Regions from separate parts of the Zea mays genome. Here region 2 is linked to region 1. Evidence: chromatin contacts called from public Hi-C data. All regions are on one chromosome and are shown on one strand. The core of a region is the stretch at or near the end of the contact, and the rest is flanking DNA. Distances in the headings are between cores, read along the strand shown.

Evidence for each region. A called contact is a pair of places that touch in the nucleus more often than the background predicts.
Region 2: a contact with region 1 is called in a Hi-C map of root tip, with 5 times the contacts expected there. The contact joins the promoter of LOC103630659 here to the promoter of LOC103630655 in region 1. A contact is called at or near these places in 10 of 25 Hi-C or Micro-C datasets (bundle sheath, ear, endosperm and 4 more).

The regions. Positions count from the first base shown.
Region 1 is chr6:172,679,540-172,686,277 of Zm-B73-REFERENCE-NAM-5.0, forward strand. LOC103630655 (type IV inositol polyphosphate 5-phosphatase 3) reads right to left here and starts at 3,086. Exons shown (of 10, transcript XM_008651700.4): 1 at 2,623-3,086; 2 at 2,330-2,510; 3 at 1,302-1,373; 4 at 551-638; 5 at 213-317. The coding sequence starts at 2,745. LOC103630656 (type IV inositol polyphosphate 5-phosphatase 3) reads right to left here. Exons shown (of 8, transcript XM_008651703.3): 2 at 6,454-6,550; 3 at 6,046-6,153; 4 at 5,160-5,643; 5 at 4,656-4,840; 6 at 4,435-4,543; 7 at 4,218-4,360; 8 at 3,646-4,141. The coding sequence ends at 3,919.
Region 2 is chr6:172,836,296-172,843,033 of Zm-B73-REFERENCE-NAM-5.0, forward strand. LOC103630659 reads left to right here and starts at 2,518. Exons shown (of 8, transcript XM_008651706.2): 1 at 2,518-3,416; 2 at 4,611-4,685; 3 at 4,758-4,829; 4 at 4,985-5,065; 5 at 5,347-5,444; 6 at 6,399-6,521; 7 at 6,640-6,688. The coding sequence starts at 2,592.

The sequences.
Region 1 (6,738 bases), core at 1,836-4,335:
CAATACGTATTCCGCACCTTACATATCTCGTATGTGACCAGAACTCATGACCCGCACTCATACAAGTTAGAACAAACCATGTTTTTAGCCTATGTGTATTGGGTGTCGTTGCAACGCACATATATGTGTTTGCTAGTAAATAATCAAGTATCTAGTGCATGTTCCCTGTTTTTCTATAAAACTTAATAATGGGTTGTATAGTGGCTAATTACCCGATAACATAAATTTCAGCTGGCTCCTCCGTAGCCAGCCATTCTTCAATGTCCAAGTCACTGGGTGGAAATCTGCCTCCAACATTCCATGTCCCTACATAAATCCTGCATAATAAACTTGCAGATTAGCTGAAAGAACATCATCATAAAACTAATAAATCCTTTTAATTCCAGCCCAGTAGAAAATTTTACTAATCTTCTGCAATATGATAATAACAGGAGGAATAAGCACCAGGAATATCATTTCGATTCAAAGAAATGCTGAGAGAAAAAGTACTGTAATGTCATAACTAGGAGCCAGTGAATACTACGAGGGGACTAGACTTGTAGTTGATTACCTGAGTTCTCTAACATCAACATACTGAGCACGACTGATCTCTGATCTGTGCATTCTAAGGCAGTAAGGTAAATCGCTCATTTCGTCACCTACAGCATCAGTGTGATTGTGTAAGGCAACAAGCCAACCCAAAACTTTATATCAAACATATGCTTGTGCATAGTATGCAGCCAAAAGAAGAAGAAAAGAAAGGAAGCTTAAGCAGTTCAGTCAGCAGTCAGCACACATAAGGTAACCAATCAATCTATGCCTTAATCAAGCAGAAGCTTAATGTAACAAAAATGGACTTCAGTGTAAATCAAAACACATGCTGAAATACATTCAAGTTTTCTTCCTCACTTTTCATCGATTATGTTTCTGTTCATTCTCATCCATGAATCATATTGAAATATTTACCAAGAAGAACTAGGAAATCCCATCAGAACAGTGTAATTTCAGAATCCTATAAGCTTCAATTATTTTCAGAAGGATCATTAAGAAGTTGGGGACCAAACTGAGGCCACAGGAGCTGCCCATTTGGTAAATAAACTGCAAATAACTCTGTTGCCTCTGCATAATTAAACTAGCAACTTCTATGTCCAGGTAAATATTTCGCCAGCATTACTGTGTGCCTACTTCCTTGTCTACAAGTCAACTAAACCCAACTCACAGATGAATATACATAAAGGGAAACATGATATGATTATTAGACACTAACTTCTGCATGTTTATCCTTTACTTAGGAAAATAAACATTATACGCTCATAAATTACCAGTCGTGCTTGCACCCAATCCACCTAATATCCTTTCTTCGTTACATAGGGCATGATTCAAACCAGACATGCCTGCACAAATGACATGAAAACACAGGAATTACAATTTATCATTAAAACAATCCACACAGATCTTCACAAAAAAGTTAAGCTAAGGAAAAGCGAAAATACAAATGTATTGCAGATTTTCTTTCGATAAAGAGAAAAATATATATAGCTCATAGAACGTGGGGCACAACAACCATTAGATAGTGAAGTCAACTAGAAGATGCTCACATCAACATTCCTGATATTCTATTTCTTTCCAAAAGATGAAAAGAACAGCCAAAAGTTACCTTTAGAGGCAATAGTGAACTTAGGGAGTGTTTGGTTACTAGTCCCTCCATTTTATTTCACTTTAGTTCATAAATTGCTAAATACGGAAACTATAACTCTATTTTAGTTTCCGTATTTAACAATTTAGGAACTAAAGTGGAATAAAATGGAGGGACTAAAAATTAGTCCCTAAAACAAAACACCCCCTTAATAGCCTTCTTGGTTTCCTTAAAGAAGGTCGAATATTCGAATGTACCAAAAGAAATATCTGGTCCCAAGAAAGTCCTAGCCGCTAGCCGCGCACGTCACAACGGTCATTCTCAGCCAAATGATCAAACATCCATACCATATAAAAACATGTTGCAAATAATGAACAAATACAGTAACCTAATGAAGCAATCATCAAACAAGCAATGCAATCCAGCGTGAGCTGACCAATTATTGAAGATGACAATTTTCTAATCCAGTTGTAAAGAAGTAGAGAAAAAGAAACCACCATAACCCAAACGGTAGCGTACAAGAAAGAACTTCCACTGCACATTGTGTTGTTAGCTCTGCATAACCGTCAACGCCTACCTCTCAAACTTCCAGACCAAATCTCCATAATTTCAATCCAAACAAGAGCAAGCTTGAGCAACCAGATCGATTCAGAAATTCAGAACATTCCGCTCAAGAAACAGAAAGGGCGGAGGAGAAGGGAAGAGTGAAGTAACCTTCGCGGTCGGTCTCGCCCTCCGAGGTATCGTGCTCGTCGGCGCTGAAGTCGGAATCCCCGGACCCCGCGCCGATGTTTAGCCACTTGCGCAGCACCACCCTGTTCCACAGCTGCGACACGCAATTCCAATCCGCGCCGCAGCACAACACCATCTCGGCCCACCTCTGCATCACAAGATCCTTCGTCTCGCGCAAAACAGAGACAAGAACAGCAAAAAGGATCAGAAATTTGATCCTAGAAACAGCTGGTTGAAGAACTTAAGCGAAGAAGCTCCGGGCATTAGACAACTACCAGCATCTGCATCCCGCCGCCGTTACGCAGAGAGGCGCCGGCCGAAGCGGCCATGGCTGCCTCATGGTGCGCTCGGTGAGGCGGGATAAATAACCGCGTCAGGGAGGAGGAAGAGGACGCCATACACACGGCTGCAGCAGCTCCCCTACCCAGAGAATGAAACTGAAACGTGATGGTCACTTGGACCTTGGCTAGTTGGATTCCCTTTTCTAGTCTAGAAAGCCAAGAAATAGACCGACCAGTCTATCTTCAAGAACCGTGGTGGGGCTCGGTTGGCGTCTCTGCTGTTCGAAAGTTCTTTGCGCTGGCGCGCGCGGACGCAGTGGAGGTGGAGGGTCGTGCTCCTACATCATTCTATCGAACAGCTTAAGTGCATCCTCTAACTTCTCATTCTGCTGAAGTACATCAACCATCTCATCGTAGCTCTCGACCCCAAACCTTATCGTCGATTTTGGGATGTGGCCCAATGAGGGGTCCTTTAGAACACAGAAATGTCATAAAAATTTAACAGAATTTATTTCACGTAGGATTCAGAAAATTTTCCTTTGTTATAAAGAAGACCTAATCTAAAGTCGAGCATATCATCCTTAAGCTCGACGGCATCCATAAGCCAGCCATGGTCGGTAACGAGGCACTCGACGACGACACATCCACTCTAACAGACAACAGGAATGGTTCTGTCACAACACTTGACTCCAAATTAAACAATATTTTCTAAAGGATTATCTCATCCAAACTCGTTCTGTTATTGCAAGCAAGCATAACTTTAATAGACGACGTGGATAGCCTGTCAAATTAGGGCCAAGCCTTTAATATATAAAGATGTCGTCATTAATCTCTAAAGATTTCTAAAATATATTTAATTTAAAATAAAAAATCATGCTGTTTGAAAAGTTTGTTTTAATCTTATAGTTATTATTAAAGGACATATTTAGCCTCATACAAAGTAGCAATGAGTTGTTGTTTTTATTTTTGAAAATAAAACTAGACGCTGATCAGCCTGTCGTATGACTTCGATCAATCTTCAAAGAATTTAATGATTGTTTACTCAAACCAATGGCATCGTAATACGGTAATGGCAAGGATACAGATACAATGACTCAAAAGGAGTCTGTAATCATGGTCTCACAACTCACAAATACTATACCCTTGATCAAATAAGGTTGTTGCAAGGATGGAAATGCACATCCTACTACTACTACTAATCTATGCTGTGCAATTGAATCTTTCTAACAGATTCAGAAATCAAGGATCAGCATTGCATTGCGTCGAGCTAGGAAATTGCCTGGCTCATGGTTAATTGGTCTTAGGTTCAAGGTGTGCTTCCTTCCTAGACAACAGGTGATCCTCAGCCTCTGCGTTGCTGAATGTTAGAGCTCTTTGCAGCCTCCTGGGGCAGACAATTTCAACATCTGCCATATAAACTGCAGTCACCGGTCGATGATCAGATAATATAAGCTCCGCCCTGTTGTATGAAAGTAGCCTTGTCCCCTCCCCATACGAGAGGATGCGGTCACACCTATACAAGCAGGTGAAGATGTTAATTTCCTTATTTCCATAGACATATCTCAAGTTTGATGTCTAGTGGAGCATACCATGCGGGTGTTCTTCTCCCAGATTTCGTCGCGTCACTTACATATTTTTCTGAGTTAAACTCGTATTTATACGTTGGGGGGAAGGTGATAGGCCCTTCAACCCAACCATCAAATGTGCACCCTTTACCTAGTTCCTTTTTCAGCTGTCACAGAGAGAAGGATGAGCTGGAAACTCTGTGCAAGTATATATTGGGAAGTATTAGGATATCTAAATTACCTGATCCATCTTAAACAATCCATCCCAGTCCTGTTTGGAGATAAGTTCATGCGTAGTCTCATACGATAAATTGAGTCGATAGTTGAGATCCCCTAGCAGTGTAATCCTTCTGAAAATTTTAAGGAGACACATTTATTTAATATAGAAGCCATTGGGAATTGTTGATTCCTAAGTGCGTATTGGAGCGTAGCGCAAAATATTGAAGACGCGTATTAACTCACTCATGGTCATGTATTCTCTGGGGCACACCTATCGTATGAACTGGGTTAAAAACAGTCCTTCTATTGATTTCTTCAACATTTGCATTTCTCTTTAGTTCGTCGCCGTTTTTCTCACCAGAGGCCAGGTGGCAACATACAAAGCAGAAATGAGTTTCATGCATAGTCATGCTGACTGATACTGATCCCTGAAGCATGTTGAAGGAACAAATGTTAGCATGTGCTTTACTTTTATACAAACAAATTTAAACAAGTATGTCCACCACGAATGCAATACTAAGCAGGTTAACTTTTAAGGAAATAAACAAAATTTCTCTCTTTTCATGATTCTTGAAAGTATGGTATCATCAAAACATGCATTTGTTTTAACTCCAGTTCTCAGAAGAGATATTTAAAATCGCTGTGGGCAATGTGGCAAGCAACATTTTAGGATTCCAAGTATGATACAATTATTGTTGTAACCTAAATCTGCATGAGTAATAAAAGACATAAATTTTTGTCACTTGCCTTGTTACCAATAAAACCCCTTGTACCTACACCGACAGTTGACACTCTCAGATTCTGGATGTGCTTCTGCAGGCTTCTCTGGACCCATACCGAAAGAAACACTCCTACCATTTGCTTGCTTATTACCCGTACATACTGCAGCCTTTTCCTTTTATCCCCATTATAATTGTGAACGCCACAGGCTAAATCCAATGGCCGGAGACGGCGTCGAGCTGAATCGGATGATTCTGCATTGTGCAGCCGATGAAGCTCCCCATCGCTATCACTGTTGGATTCGTTATGCAACTCATTCTCCACGGCAAGAACATAGTCTAATGGATTAAACCTTGCTGGCGGGGGAGAGTCACTGTGGCGTTTGGACTTCGATTTATCCGGACACTTCTTGTTCAAAGTTTCGTGGATGATATGCTCCCATACTGCGACCGGACGAGTGTCTTCAGTTCCAATCATATACCCGACTTCCAGTGGGATAATCTCTTGAAATCTGAAAGGTAGCGGCAGTTTTCATGGTAAATGGAGCTTTTTTTTAATTTGTAAGGAATATTAGTAATTGAAGCAGTTCTGCATCTTTTTAATGTTGATTCAAAAATAAAAAGGTAGTGTCAAATTTCATAACCAAATAGCATGTGGGCCTACAGTATATGAGTAACAGCTCTCTTAACTGCCACCTTTAATATACTTGTCCAGCTGCATCTGTTTGGTAAATGAATTTCAATTGAGAAGGCATAATTTCTTCAAAAATAAATATGTACGTGGACAATTTTCTTGCAAAAAATATATATAAAAGGTTTACGTTATTGATTTTTTCCCTTTAGAAGTCGGCGGCATGTTTAAGTATAACCCACCCGAAAGAGAGAAAAAAAGGTTTATCTGAGAGAAAAATTACCCGAGAACATAAATATCAGCTGGTTCATCATCTATATCCAGCCATTCTTCAATATCCAAGTCATTGGGTGGACATATGCCTCCAACGTTCCATGTTCCTGCGCAGACCCTGCATTACCAAAACTTTGCGGATTAGATGACAGAACATCACTCCAAATTACAAATTACAAATTACTGAATAATAATTAAGTAGCATGCTTTTATACTATACGTATATTTGAGCTAGCCAACAAGTAGCAGCTGAGTGCGATTGCTGTTTCTGTGACATGTTATCACTGTATCAGGAATTCAGGAGTAAGTAGTGAGCAGCAGCAGCAGCAGGAATGTCAATTCAGTCCAAAGAAATGCTGGGAGAAGAAACGGTAACGTAACATTAGATCGACTGAATCTGTATGGATGGTGCCTGTACCTGAGTTCTCTAACGTCAACATACTGAGCACGAAGGATCTCCGATTTCTGCCTTCTAAGCCTGCATGGTACGTGTGCTGCCTGCTGCATTTGACTCTCTGAGAGGCAAAGTGGACTACATTAGCATACAGGGCGGCATGCAGAACGATGAACGACAACCGCAATAATGAAACACTCTCTCAATCCCACATTACCATTGCTGTCAAATGTTCAACTACCTTTATAAAGTTAACGCTCTTATTTATATTGATCAAATATCTCTACAAAACTTTTGTTTGTATTTATA
Region 2 (6,738 bases), core at 1,268-3,767, 160 kb after region 1:
AAAGACTGATAAGCACGGTTCAAGTCAAGGCCTCGTCTGCCAAGGGACGCGATCTCGCCTCGCCCGAGGGCCTCCACAGGCAGTGGGCGCACCCTCGGCTCGCCCGAAGCCAAGCTCGGGTAAACCTTGTTGTGCAGCGACCTCGGCCAAATCGCCTTACCAACCGACCGTATCGCATGCGCATTTAATGCGGGGATCACCTGACACCCTATCCTGACACGCGTGCCTCAGTCGGCAAGGTCGAAGTGACTGCAGTCACTTCACCCTTTCACTGACCGTTCTGACAGGAAAACAGTACTGTTCGCCCCGCTCCGGCTACTGTGTCAACCACCAGGGTAAGACTAACAACAGTAAGTCACAGCCTCTCCCGAGTTCAGCCTCGGGCACAACAGGGAGCTCCGCCTCGCCCGACCCCAGGTCTCGACCTCAGCCTCGGCCTCGGGAGGAGGTCTCCACCTCGCCCGACCCCAGGTCTCGACCTTAGCCTCGGCCTCAGGAGAAGGTCTCCGCCTCGCCCGACCTCGGCCTCGGCCTTGGGAGGAGTCACCGCCTCGCTCTACCTTGGCCTCGGACCGACTACGCTACAGGGGATACATCATTACCCTACCTCAAGCTAGCCGCCTCAGGCTACGAAGGAACAAGACCGAAGTCACATCTAGATTACTCCGGCAACAGGTAATGATGGTTCCCCGCATGCGTCCATGACGTCAATAGTCCACAAGCTCTCTACGAAAGCAAAGAAACGTCAGCAGGACCCAGGTCCGCCCCGCCAGCTATGCTTCATACAGGGCTCAAGCACCTCTTTGCCGGACACGTTAGCACATTGCTACACCCCCATATGTACAGCTGGACCATCCCCTTGTGTCTATAAAAGGGGATGCCCAGGGCCTTCGAAAGGGGGAGAGAAGGGGGGCAACACGGGCAGCAAGAGCAACGGAGACGGACTCACCCAAACATCGAGCTCCACTCCACAGGAGGCCTAGGGCCCGTTCCCTCTCTCGTGAAGCTTGTAACCCCTACTGCAAGCACCCCCGGTGCAAGATAATATAAGCCTCATCCCTCCTCTTGTGTTCCATCTTGCATCAACCCATCTGGACAGGGGCACGCGGCACAAAATTCACTAGTCGGTCCGGTTGAGGGTCCCCGGGTCCGAAACACCGACACCTCCTCTAATGTTGGCCCACCAGTGGCTCGCTCACTCCTTTGGTCATTGACTGGTCAATTAGTGGATAACCTAACCTGCCCGCTGCTAGCGCCACTTTACCTTGTCATCACTCGCCATCTCATCACCCGTCGAGATCCGGCACGCAATACATCTACTTTACATCCTAGTCTGCATCGATGTGCGATAAGGCTGTCGATGGGATCCTGCCTTGGCACCACGACGTCACTTGCCCTCGCTTTCTCACTAGGGTCCCTTCGTGCCGTCACAATGCGACAATGGCTGCCGCTTGCCGCCATCACCTTGTCACATCGCCACTATCGCCTATTGCATATTATTTTGAAACTACTTTTGTCTAGTGGTCTGGCCTAGAGACTTGTATCTTACGTCGTCCAACCTATAGTCACAAAAGTCCATGTAGTGAGGATGAGGTCGATGAATGTTATACGCTATCTATGAGAGTTTTTTAAATGGTGGTAACGAAAATGACTCCACGTACACCTGGCTCGGGGACGACGTTCTCGAGTCAAAAGGTCGCTACCACGCTATACCTGTTTCTTATTACTATGACTCCACCTAGAATTTTGTCACGCGTCCGCCACGGGTTACGATGTTGTATATTACAAAAAAAAATTATATGCAACCCGTCATTTAATAAAAGGTCAGTTATGATCCATCAAAAAAATTAGAGAAAAAGATCTTCCGTGGTTTATATCGATTGAAAAAAGTTTCAAAGAAGAACAATGATTATTGCCCTTTATTGTATAAATGAAACAGAATTCGAAGCGACAAGTACTAATTAGAAAAACTGAATTGATATAATTTTAAAATATTTAACAACCTGGGGATTGAGAACTGATGTAGTCAAGGTTATTTTTTAAAGACGTATTTAGCACCTTTCCAAATCTGATTTTAGGGATTTTTTAATCAACTAAGAGCAACTCCAATAGTTATGTAAATTTTAGCTCTCTAAATCACAGATTTAAGAAGTTGCTAAATAACTTTGGGAGTAAAAAAATGTGAGTTCTCCAATAGTTCTCTAAATATAGGTTGTAGTTTTGTTTTGTATCTATCCACATAAAAAAATAAAGTCACAAATGTCATCATTTACCTTCATTATCTACATAATGTCCTAAACATTTTTGTTTAGTGAGTTGTTAAATAGTTGCCAAATGTAGAGAGGAAATAAGGTTAGATAGAAATTGTTAAATTTAGAAAGTTCATTTAGAGAACTGTTGGAGATGAGTTTTTGTGTTAACTGTTTAAATTGTCGATTTAGGAAGTCTATTAGAGAACTATTGGAGTTGCTCTAATGGAGATGCTCTATCTCCGGAAATATGATATGCGTCGTGGCCTCGTGGGCTTGTCGAGTTGGGATGAGATAACCGCGTGACGGCCGTCCGCTCACAAGTTCGCTACCCCGCTCGCCATGCCGCCGCCCTCCCTCGTCTCCATCCTCCCCGCCGCGTCCATCTCGCCACGAAGACGCCAAGCAAAGCACCCCAAGACCCCCACCGCGAGCCATCCCTTCTTCTCCCGAAGACTTGTGTCCCAACCGCCGCGCCACGCCTCGATCTCCCCCTCCGCTGCCGGCGGGAGCGGGAGCGACGAGCTCCACCTTCTCGAGAAGCCGTTACCTGCCGTCGCAGAGGATAACGAGGCCGAGGAGGAGCTCGAGTCTGCTCCGGTGTCATCAACAGAAGAAGCGCTCGCGCCTTTTCTCAAGTTCTTCCAGGTGAAGAGCACCGACCCCGACGTGGGCGCAGACACCGCGGATGGCGAGGTGCCGGAGGAGGCGTCAAGGAGAGATGTATTGTCCGCCGCTGGTGAGCGTGGGGTTAGTTACTACGACCCCAAGCCCGGGGACTTCGTCGCCGGCGTCGTGGTCCGGAGTGACGGGAGGACGCTCGACGTCGACATCGGTTCCAGCGGCGAACCAGCGCTGATGCTGGCCAAGGAGTCGGCGCCGGTGCCCGCGGAGGAGTTCGGGTACCTAGCGTGCGACGTCGCGTCCAAGTGTGCGGCGGAGTTTGCAGCGGAAGGGCGGGTCGGCGTCGTGGTCAGGCAATTCAGGGGAGGAGGAGAGGGGGACGGGGAGGCGATCATCGGGAGGAATGGGAAGGAGAAAGTTGCGCCGGTGCTGCGCGCCGGTACGATCGTGTTCGCTGAGGTTCTCGGCCGAACACTTGGCGGGCGGCCGCTGCTGTCAGCGCGCAGACTGTTCCGGCGCGTCGCGTGGCACAGAGCGAGGCAGGTCCTCTATGCCGCTCCTTTCTTTTGTTGTTGGAAGTCCTTCGAACGATCTCTTATCAATAGTTTGACGCACTGCCCAAGTAGAGCTGGACCATTAGAAACTACCAGTTCAAACCAACTGCTTATATTCGAGCTACCAGTAGAGCTGGATTATTAGAAACTACTAGTTCATGACCAAGCATCAATGTGCCTGTTTGTTTCAGCTTATAGATTATATAACCTGGATTATATAAGAGATTAAATAATATGGATTATATAATCTATGTTAAATAATTTGGGTGTAGTTGTTTGACAACCTAACTAATTGAAAGTTTGATTGTTGATTTTAGTCATGTGTTGTGTGGCAGGAGCAATAAAAAATAGAGAAAACAATTTTTTGTTTAAGGTGTGGCAATAGTGGGTATTTTGGCATAATAATTTGTTTGTTTTTTCCATTTAGATTATTTAAGCTAGATTATATAATCTGGGCATATTATAAGCTGAAACAAATAGACCCAATGCTATTACTCAGGACATCAAAATTGATGGTAGGCTGTGGTGCCTGGTTGGGGCTGCTGGCCTGAGGAAAGTATGGCCTTAGTCCTTTTGGAAATAAATTTGGAGGGGGTGGCAGGTTCTTTTTGCTGTTTGGTAGTTTTTATTTGTCATGTATGGTTTCTTGTATGCATGTTGTTGGCCACCGTAAGGAGGCCCTTTGTTGTTGTACTGGTCCTCTAGGACCTTAATCCTTTTTCTTCTTAATATATTGACACACAATTCTCCTGCATTTTCGAGAAAAAAAAGAAACTACTAGTTCATGACCACTCGACCATCTTATTGTTGCCAGATAATATAACTCTAATATACTTATTTCCTGCTCTCAAAGGCTTGAAGCTCAAGCTGTTAAAGCGTGGTGGGTTGTTGATATATCTTATACAAATTTGTATCTTAGGTTCCGAGAATGGTTTTAATAAAATGTATGGGGTATTGAAGTTTGTAGAAGTAATAACTGTCTGCTAAACGTTTTCTATGGAAACAATTGTGCTTCCATTATGGCTTGCTTTGATGACAACAACAGGCATAATTGTGATTAGCTCTGCGTTTCTACTGCTCTATCAGAAAGTTTGATCTAATTTTTTTAGATCAATGACTGCCTTCTGTATGCTAATCCTTTTCACATATATATTTGACTATTTTTGTACACACCAATGTTCAGATAAAACAGCTAAATGTACCCATCAAGATCAAAATTTATGAGTGGAATGCTAGTGGCTTGCTATCTAGAATTGAGGTACGAGTATATGTACTACAATACTTGTTTCAGTTTTGTAATTTTATAGCTAAAGCACCTTTGCCTTCTCAGGGCCTTCGGGCATTCCTTCCCAAACCTGAGATGATGACTAGACCAAGAAATTTCACTGACCTAAAGAACAAAGTAAGTTATGCATCATATGTGTTCTATAAAGTAAAGCTTGTATGGTTTTATGCTGTTCCATACTTGGTATATCAGGATTGACTGTTTCAAAGTCACCTTTTGAACTTGCAAGTATAATAATGTGATTCGCGAATTGAAACTTTTTTCACTCACAGGTTGATCAAGAAATGCATGTCTGCATTACGAGGATTGATGAAGAGACCAACGAATTGATAATTAGTGAAAAAGAGGCATGGGTGAGTTAGCTACATTGGCCTCTGCTACTAATTATTTGAAGCCTGGACCATGTAGTTTTATGTTTTTCTTGTGCAATATCTGTTTGAAGTACATATTTGTTATTTATTTGTTTAAGCAACTTATCTGGTTGCTTGTGAAGGCAAGAAACTCTTCAACTTTGATTTTAGAGCTGTTTAACAAGTACTCTCCAATTGTAAAGCATCTTTATAGCTTTTGCAATACATATTTCAGATTTTAACTTGTATGAGTGATGGTTTTTACTTAATAAAATTTTCTTTAGGCGGTGACATGCCTTAGAGAAGGGACTCTCTTGCAAGGCACAGTACGCAAGTTGTTTCCATACGGTGCACAAATTAGGATTGGCGAGACTAACAGAGGGTAACACATCTCAAGACCCTAGTGTTTTTTTTTAATAAAGTGGCAGAAGCTCTGCCTTTCAATTAAGGGGGTGTTTGGTTTCTAGGGACTAATTTTTAGGCCATCTATTTTATTCCATTTTAGTACCTTAGTTTCCGTGTTTGGCAATTTATGGACTAAAATGGAATAAAATTGAGGGACTAAAAATTAGTCCTTAGAAACCAAACACCTCATAAGTAAGAAAGGAGTATATGTACAAACCTAGCCTGTGTTTCGGAGATGCCATTTTTCTTCTTGTTCGGCTGAACCTGAATGTACGTTCAGAACTGGTGCACCAATGCACCCCATGTCCCCATTTCCTTGCCATTTCAATATTTGTCACCACTCACCAGTGATGCTGGAATTTCCTTTCTGGTAAATCTACGCACCTCATGTCCAAATTATTCTTACTTGTGCATGTTTTCATATGATTTACTCCTTCAGATATGCACAACTATTTACAAGCCAACATAAAATATTTGATTTTAGAGTATAATATACATGAGTAGTTTAGAATTAGATAGTGTGAGTTGCATTTTGGACTGGATTATTTGAACAAAGGCATTAAATGTGGCATGAGATTTACCGACCAATCCTGAAATCAATGCCTTTCTTTAAAAAATGACAAGATGCACCAAGTTAACAAGGATCTCTGCCCTTAGGTCTAGAGGGCAATTGTGCTTTGCTTTAGCTAAGAGTTGATATAGGTGTCATCTTTCCTTTCATCAGTGCTATTAATAAGTGAAGCTTACTGATTTGAGTTACTTGTAGCTTTGATCTCCTGAACATGTCTATCTGTTTGACGCCTTAAAACTGCCAATTCTTTTGATAAACTTCTTTCGATGGCTGGATCATGAGCTACTTTGCTTCTTTTTGTTGTGTTCTACGTATGCCGCCTTTTGCATCTGGAGTTCACAAGCATGTAATGCTTTGCAGTGGTTTACTACATATCTCGAACATGACACATGGCAAGCTGAGATCTGTGGCTGATGTGCTGAAAGTCGGCGAGACGGTGAAAGCTCTTGTCATAAAATCAACTCCAGACAGAATTGCTCTGAGGTATAACATAGCAAAAGTATAGCTCGTAGGCTCTACTGCTTGTCATGGAAAAAGGTCATCTGCTCGATCCTCGACAAGTCTGTGGTGTACCTGACAACATCTATTTGGCTTTGTGCAGCACAAAGGACCTCGAGAGCGAACCTGGATTGCTTATCACTAACAAAGAGGTGAGAAAACTTTGGGTGTCCAAAAACTCACCATTTTATCTTGCGCTGAA